2 separate regions of the Anas platyrhynchos genome follow, and region 2 is linked to region 1. The links are chromatin contacts, called in public Hi-C maps. All regions are on one chromosome and are shown on one strand. The core of a region is the stretch at or near the end of the contact, and the rest is flanking DNA. Distances in the headings are between cores, read along the strand shown.

Region 1 (4,280 bases), core at 1,134-3,633:
TGCTGGCAGACTTTGTTGGGTTTGGTCTTGGGAGCCTTTGGGCTGACAGGCAATTATTGCTGCCCATCTCCTCTTCCTGCAAAGTCAGTCAACAGTTCTTGCATCAAAAGTAACGCTTAAAAGGGAGAAGTTACTGGGACTTCCTAATCTGGATAAGCTTCCCACAAAATAAAGGGTGTATTAAAATAAAATACCCATTTGCCAATAACAGTTTGTGCTTTTCCAGGTAAATGTCATAGCTGACAGTTTGCTGTAGCTGGGCATTACTGCGTCCCAGTTGTGAGAGCAAAGACTGAGGGTATAAGAGAAAAAGCTGAGGAACACAGCAGACAACGTGCTGTGGGGATCCTAAATGAGCGCCTAGCCAAGTCTGCACAGCCCCACGTACCAATTTGGACCGGAAGCAGCAGAAAGCAGGGTTTGCTAAATGATTGCTTAGTTAATCCATAACCTGAATAACCACCCACAGATAAGTGAGAGCTTATGGCCTGTAAATTGCCAGAATGTGACCTCGATTCCAACTTCACAGGCAGCAGAGCAAATCAGAGGTCTGCAAGTCACGGAGAAGAAAATTGTGCCAGGGAAGAGTCTGATCACAGGTCCCATCCCCCCTGCCCTGTATGTGACACTGGAGATCATACCTTTTGCTGCAAGCTTCACCCAGGATGAAATGTGAATCAGTGTACATGAATCACCTGCCAAACCCTCGAGTACGTCAGTGATAAGATAATGCAAGATTCAAAAGTGCAAGTACCGTATGAGCAGACAGCACAGCTAGAGACAGTGACCATTCCTGAAGTTCTTCCTGGACACGATTTGTGTTTTTCTTCTCACTCTCCACACTAAGTTAACAAGTTCTCTCAGCTTGTCAGCAATGACAATTTCTTTCAGTTTTGAGCATCAGTAGTTGCTACTTTAATATTTGACATTACTAAACTTCCCATAACTACCAGGTTTGTCCAGAGACTAAGTTAAAGTTCTAGTTTTGTTCAACTGCAGTCTTGTTCCATCCATCCCCCATACTGAGACACTCATCCCCAAATGACAGTTCTGTTGTAAGCATGGATATTTAACAGGGAATCTCAGATTTATTCGCAATAAACTGTTTCAAATGCATTGTTTTGGCTGTGAAAGCAGGCACAACTTCAGCTGAATTGGGCTCTGAATTTCTTAATTTCTACAGCCTAATTAAATGCACCTTATCTAATTACTTATACAAGGGAAGATTGCCTCAAATACACATAAACCCCGCCTGACTTGCAGAAGTGCTCAGTATGTGCCAAATCCAAAGCCAATAGGAGCTATTAATCAGTGCCCTTGGACAGAAAACCATGCTCCAGCACTGCTCACTGAGTGCCTGCTCCTGTTTCCCCCAGGGAGGTCAGTGGAAGCTTTCTTCCCCACCACTTTCAATACAAGCACAGCTGGCCATCAAAGCAGGTACATGCCAGACAGGTCTTTCTCTGAAGCTGGCTGCAGCCAAAAGATCATTCCACAGCCATTTGCTTAAATGTTGCTTTGGCTTTCTTGACGCAAAACACTTTATGCTGATATCTAGAGTGTCACAATGAGTCTCAGAGTTTCTAGTAGTCACTTGAAAGAAGGTGGATGAAAATAAAGACCTCAGATGGTATAATTTTCAGATATCAGCATTTTGCTATCCTGTTGCCTGGAACAGCTACCTAAGCCATGTATTGTGGCTGAGCATTTCCCACTGGTTATACTAGAAGTTCCAGCCCTGTTAGGCTCATTAAAAGGTATAGCACTTAGCTGAATGGATAGGAAAGACCACTATTAATTTTGCAGTGGAAGAATCATAAGTCAGTTTTTGCTTTCATGAGCCTGAACCAGAATGCTGGACCAGATGGGCAACAGCAATAAGGTCTGATGTGCTGGGATTGACCCATACAGGACATGTTGGCAGGTACCTGTAAACTGATCTTCCTCCCCATGCATGCCTATCCATAGAGCACTCTCACAAGCACAACTTCAGCCACATGAGCTTTCTCAGCAGCCTGTGAAGGCCAGCACATTTCTATTCAGTCATCTAGAAAGCCCTCACTGCTTTTGGAAGCATAAAACCCCGTTCTCTGGGATGCTTGAACACTCTGTTGTGAGATACTGTTCCTTTTATTTTCCTATCTCAAATTTTTGTTTACTATATGTTGGGGTAAAAAGTAACAGGGTATGTTCCTGCTCTTGCTGGATTTGAGACAGGTAGGCATTCACCATTTAAAACCATGTGGGAACACTTGCTTCAGAGCAGGATTGTTCTGAATCGTAGCTTTGGAAACTAAAAACAGCTGGACGAAGTCTATCATTGCTTGCAGTCTGCACAAGAGTTGCACGGGATTTAGGTCAAGGACAGTTTTATTTCTAAAACATTAGATAATCTGACCTTTAGTGTTGCTTTTACCTAAAGCTGAACAGCAACAGCTGTATGAAGAACTGGGCCCAAAACATTATACTTGTCTCAGTCTACTGCAGCTTCCTTTCTGTGCTGCAGGGAAGAGAAACTGAAGACTCTGGCAGGTTGCTTTTTTCATAGCATTTAGTATTAAAGCAGGGCAGGCAGTTTTACCTGAAGAGAAATATTATTGGGGGAACATGTGCCAGTTAGGTAGTTAATATTAGATATCAAAAAAAATCAGAGGCTACAGCAACCATTAGAAAATAAATCAAATTTAATAAAATCTAGTTCTCATGCATGACCATCTCCTGAAGTAGCACTTTTTTTTTTTTTTTTTTTTACAGAGCACCCCTCCTAAGCTTTGCTGTACGCATTACTCACTACAATCTTTCAGGCTCTTGCGTATTATTTTAATACAACAGAAAAAACACAAAATTAATTCTAAAATAGATGATTGATAGAGGGGAGAAAGAGAGAAACTTTACAGTTGCTACATATTTATTTTTCTATGGATTCCATCTGGCACCGCATCTTAAATGAGTTACATGAGGCATCTTTGAAGCCCAAATGATTAGGGCTTTCTTGAATTATTTGCCCTTACTCCAATACCTACATTGCAGCTGGTCAAAGAAGTTTCCAGATTATAAGGTGATATTTCGCAATACCTCCTCACCGAGAGCTCTATCTAGATAGCATATAACCCATTTTAGTCATCATTGTATCCAAGTTCATAATGCACTGGAAAAAAAAAATGCGAGCATTGGGTAACTGATGGCACTGCAAAAATTCTTGCTACCATCTTAGCGGTGGAGCAACCCTCACGTTTACGACGGAGCACCACCTGCTGGCTATCTCGGTTCTCGTCTAATTCGTCTCTCTCCTGCCACCCTCTTCCTAGTAAGTACTGAAGTCAGATCCCAGCTTTTAGGGAGACTTTAGGAAAAGGGGCTGGCTGCTGTGACACGGGACCTAGAGGTTTCAAAGGTGAGCTTCTGAACTCCTCAAGGCCATGCCCAGGAGGAAGCAGCTGTGATGGCACATCTGGAGCAGAGGGGGACGAAAATCCCCCTCCTCACCACCTCACTCCCTGCTCAGTCTCAGAGGCCTGCACCGAACAGATCCCACATGAAAAGCAAAGACAGAGGTCACCTACTTTTCTAGTTCCTGAGGGCCTTCATCCATATCATCAAGCTCTTTCCTTATTCCTCTCACTTTGACTTCCCTTTAAACACATGACTTTGCCTTGCTCACGGCAGCACCTGATGGTTGAAATCCAAGATGTTGGGTTTGTGCCAGTTGTGCTGGTGTCCTGGTGATCACCCAAGTAGTTTACTATTATCTACCTAATGCAGTTTGCCAAGTAGAACAGCCATACTACCTAAAATTATTTACAAAGAAAAACTGATCCTGGCACTCAATTTTGCCACTTTGTCTGATCTTACTTCAAGGGGGATGCTTTCAGAGCCACACTGATGGAGAATAATTTAATTAAGTTGTGAAGTTCATCTGAAATGGCCGAAGATAAGCATTTTATTGTTTAACTTTTGATGAACTCAGTGGAAGTTGGATAGGAAAGTCCCAGTACCATTTTTCAGAAGGGAGAGAAGTAACTGGCTGCTGGCTGTTTCAGTTCTGATCTCTGCCCAGCTGCGATTCCCAATTTATGTGCAGCATTACCGATTTACCAATGGCCATTTTTACAGCACACTATATCACTGCCCTGACTTTAGCACAGCCAGCTTTTACAGCACCATCAAGCTGCACTGAAGGATGGAAAGAAAAAGAAAAACAACTCCATCCTATGAATCCTTCTGTCAACATAGCAAGCTATAAACCCAAACAACAGGGTGACCCCACCCTTGAAATTACT
Region 2 (4,280 bases), core at 1,067-3,566, 59 kb before region 1:
CTTTTAATTTAACACTGAGGCTTTGAAAGCCAAATACTGCACCAGGTAGTTGTTCCTGGTACTCCAGCTCTTCCCACTTCTTTTAAGGTTGTTGCACAGCAACCTGCCTCTCAGTTACACAAGCTCTGACTCGCACGAAATAAGGGTGTTCTTGTCATCATCAGGCTGGGCTTCTGCAGAACGCTGGCTCTGCTCTGGCTAGAAACTTGGTAGAAGAACAGTTTCTTACTCAGTTTAATCCACTAGTCACTTGCAAACCTTAAACTTCAGGTTTTGCAAAGCTTCAGAAAAGAGATGATTATTTTCCTCCTTGTACCTGTATTGAGCAAGAACCCTACATCTTAGAATGAAACAGTAACTTGCAAAACTAAAGGTGATGAACTACATGACTTTGGGTATATCCTAAGGTTACCTCCTACAAGGATCCCCTGCCACAGGCACATTAGGTATCTGTGAAATTTACACGTTAATATTTTTCCTAAGAAAAGCACCTAAAGAAATTGTGAAAAATTAATTCGAGCTCAAGTTGACATTTCTTTACATTGCAACAGACACATTTTTCTTCTGCCTCCCTGACGCTATGTGCAAGTATTTCTACGATCCTCCCAGTTTTATTTTGTAGGTGTAAAATAGAATTGTATTTCTTATAACATCTTGCAATGTCTTTTCTGAAGGTAAAAAGCTAAACAAATTATTCAGACTCTGAGGAAAGGCTGCACCACCTTTCTTCCACAGGAGAGGCTCAGCTGAGGTCTGCAGCTCCCCGCCTAAGTCAAGCAGACCTCAAAAATCAATGGGTTTTGTCGTTGTCAAGCATGCAGCCGAGCACCTGGGAGACGGAGCATGCTTTGGCGATGCCGAATTTTTATTTACGTTACCTGTAGCTCGCACCAGGCGACTTCCACAGTGGTGTCCGTATCCAGCCCTTTGTACACGGTCTTGAAAGAGCCTCTTCCGATCTCGATGTCGAACTTGAGGAAGCGGCCGTCGGGGGAGATGCCCACCGCCTTGGTCTCCAGCTCCTCGATGTCCTCCTGCTGCGTCCTCCGCTCCTCGAACTCGCGGCTGGCAGCCGAGGCGCTGCCGGCGGCGCTGCTGGGGGGCAGCGAGGCGGCCTCGTCCTCCTCCTCTTTGGGCAGCAGCGGGGCGGCATCCTTGGCGGCGGGGGGCTCCTGAGGGCACTGTCCTTCCCCGGGGAGCGGGGCGGGCGGCGGCTGCTGCTGCTGCAGCAGCGAGGCGGCCTGGGCGGCGGCGGCGGCGATGCCGGAGGTCCGGCCGGCGCACTCGGGGGGCGACACGGAGGGAGCGGCGCTGCCTCCCGACACCGGGGCCGAGGGGGCGGCGGGCTGCAGGCTGGGCAGCTCCAAGGCCGTGGCGTTGGAGTCGCAGATGACGCTCCGGCGGAAGAAGCGGTGCTCGGTGGCGGCCGCCCCCCGGCTGTCCTTGTCCATGGTGTGGCGGCGCCGCCGGTACTCCTCGCTCCGGCCTCCGCTCCCCGCTCCGCCGCCGCCGGCCCCGCCGGCTCCGGGGGCTCCGTGCTCGGCGGCTCCCAGCTTCTCCCCGACGGAGCTGTCCGAGCTGGAGCCGTTCTTGGGCGGCGGCGGCGGCGGCGCCAGGAAGCGGGGGGCCGGGGGGCCGCTCTCGGCGGCGCCCCCCGACATGGCCGAGAAGGGGGCACGAAGGGGGAGAAGGGGGGAAGGGGGAGAGGGGCCGAGGCCGCTCAGCGAGCGGCGGGCGGGCCGGGCCGCCGCCGAGGGAGCTGCGAGGGGAGAGGAGGAGGAAGAGGAGGAGGAGGAGGGCCCCGGGGGCTCCTCACGGCGGGGCTGGGAGGCGGCGGGGTGCGGCCCCGCTCAGCGCCGGCATCCATCGTGCGGCGGGGCGCCGGGCAGCGGGGCCGACATGGGGCACCGGGAGCGGCGGCGACGGAAAAAGGGGGGTGAGGGAGGGTGGAAAAAAAAAAACAAAAAACCACAAAAACCCCGAGCCGCGGGGCTCAGCCCCGCCTCGCAGCGGCGCCCATGGCGGCCGCGGCCTCCGCCCGCCGCTCCGCAGCCTCCGCCCGCGCCAGGCCGCGCTCCCACAACGGCGGCGGCCTCGCGGGGAGCCCCGAGCCGAGCCCGGAGCCGGGCCCGGAGCCCTCCCGCTCTCCTCCTCCTCCTCCTCCTCCTCCTCCTGGCCCTGCCGCCGCCCTCAGCGCAGAGCCGCCCGGCCGCCGCAGGTGAGCCCCGAGCCGAGCCGAGCCGAGAGGCGGCGGGGCGCGGAGCGGAGCTGCCCCGGGGCCGTCTGGGCGCTAAATGGCGGCGGGCGCCCGGAACCGACACACGGCGGGGGGGGCGGGGCGGCAGGGGAGGGACGGAGGGGAGGGGGGGGGAGCGCAGCGCCGCACGCCCCCTTCCGCGCCCGTCCCGCTCCTTCCCTGCAGCGGAGGGTGAGAGGGGAGATGGCGGCGCTGGCCGCGCGCGGAGCTTCATGGGAGTTGTAGTTTTTTTTGTGCGGGGGTTGCGCCTCGAAGGCCCCAAGGGTTTTTTTTTTTGTTTTTTTGGGGGGAATCCCTTTGTCAGCAGGGGGAGGGAGCGGCTCACAGCTCGCCCTCCTTCACGCAAGGGCAGCGCTCACCACGCTGGGTGGGAGCGGGTGGTGGCACCACCGCGGACCAGATGCCACAAGAATGGCGGCCAGCCATGGGCACCACAGAACAAGCCTTGGGAGCATGAGGTGTTCGGCTTCACACCGCCTCCCCACTTCGAAATTTCGAGCAAAGATAACCCCCTTAGGTGCACGCACCACGTATGCACAACGTAGTCTATTTTGGGCCCTTTTTTAATCTCGGTTTACATCACCCGCGCATGCATCAATTGGCCAGGTAACCTAAAATGCAAATAACCGGCATGTAAACTGTGCTCACAATTATCTGAAAGAGACAGCATTTGCAGACTTTGCCCTCAAAATGATCATTTGAGTCAAGGCTTTGGCAGCTATAGTGGCATAAAGGATGTACAACAGTCAGACGAGCAGGAAGAGCCCACGTGAATGCTGACACAAATCAGGAACTGTCAGGTTAAAAAAGCCTGGGTACACTCGAGTCATCTACTTATTTATATCATGTTCCGCTTTCGTAGTCATGTACCAAAACCAAGCACTTTCCTTCTTACGAGAACAGCCACTTGAAGACACTGGGAATGTACTGGAGAAGGCGTGAATGATTTGGTACCATGCCTTTTAGGCAACCATAATTTAAAAATACGTTAAGAAATAAAATGTTAGGAAATCTCCCAATGAAAATAATATGTTCCCAGGAGACACTCTGGCACTTCAAATAACTTAAAAAAAAAAAAATGTTACTTCTAAAACAGCAGTTTAGAGGAAGTTGTGCATTGTGTGGCTGGTGTGAGGCTTGAACTCATCCTGCACAGCACAACACAAACAGCCCCTACAGAGCCCCGCAAGCCCCCAGTCACAAAATACCAACCAAAGCAATTCTCATATGCTTGTACTCCTCACCCAAAAAATGCAGTACTCCACACTAATTGGAAGATTGCTGTTTTCCCTGTATCAGCTACTCTTTGTAACAGGAAACAAAATAATGATACAGTCTTCACAAAGAGGACAAAACGTACTTTGTTGTACAACTCTTCAGCAAAGACTTCTGCACTGTGTAAGCATTCTAGAGCTTGCCTTCGCTGCAAAAGCTGATCTGAGTTAGTATATTCTTTGTGCTCCAGTAGAACTGCGTTGGCACAAGTGAGTAGATACTCTCCAAAACAAAGCTGAACTAAACAGCATGATTTGATTAGCAGCAAAGAGTGACCGGATCAAAACTGATTAACTCATAACTCAATCTGCTGTATCTTCACTGCCCTGCCAGTTCCAACAATTGGCCATTAACATCTTTAATATCAAGCAGGGGTCAGGTTCACTCAACACTTGCCTACAGGTATTTGTGTATCTCTTCATCATGGAATGAAGATTTATTTGTAGTGTCAGCAGGCACATCCATGGAAGCTTTGCACTATTAAGGGCAGTGGGGCATAGCAGTGGGACTCCAGCAAGGGTTTGTAGCCAAGGCCCCATTATCCACCCTGGTCCATGCCACCCTATCCTCACTGCTGCTGTTGCCTTCTGGAGCTACATTCAAGCAGAGGTCTGCTTTCCTCCCCTGCCTGCTACGTTTTTGCAAACACTTTGGGTGGGATAAGTGGCAAATTCAGGAGTACACAGCAGACCTCACTCCAGCCTGATGCCTGTTGTAACTTAATGAGCATACACCTAAAATAACACAG

The links. Hi-C and Micro-C count contacts between places; a contact is called where the count stands out from the background.
Region 2: a contact with region 1 is called in a Hi-C map of liver, with 2.7 times the contacts expected there. The contact joins the promoter of WNK1 here to the enhancer-like site in region 1. A contact is called at or near these places in 2 of 8 Hi-C or Micro-C datasets (liver and skeletal muscle).

Annotation. Positions count from the first base shown.
Region 1 is chr1:63,825,229-63,829,508 of IASCAAS_PekinDuck_T2T, reverse strand. The region is part of intron 2 of NINJ2 (ninjurin 2); the gene reads left to right. Among named protein-coding and RNA genes, the nearest start is that of NINJ2, 31 kb to the left of the region's middle. Within about 2 kb of position 2,383, at least 1 of the 8 cell types and tissues checked has an H3K27ac peak or open chromatin away from gene starts, as enhancers often do.
Region 2 is chr1:63,884,503-63,888,782 of IASCAAS_PekinDuck_T2T, reverse strand. WNK1 (WNK lysine deficient protein kinase 1) reads right to left here and starts at 2,316. Exons shown (of 32, transcript XM_072039579.1): 1 at 879-2,316. The coding sequence starts at 1,661.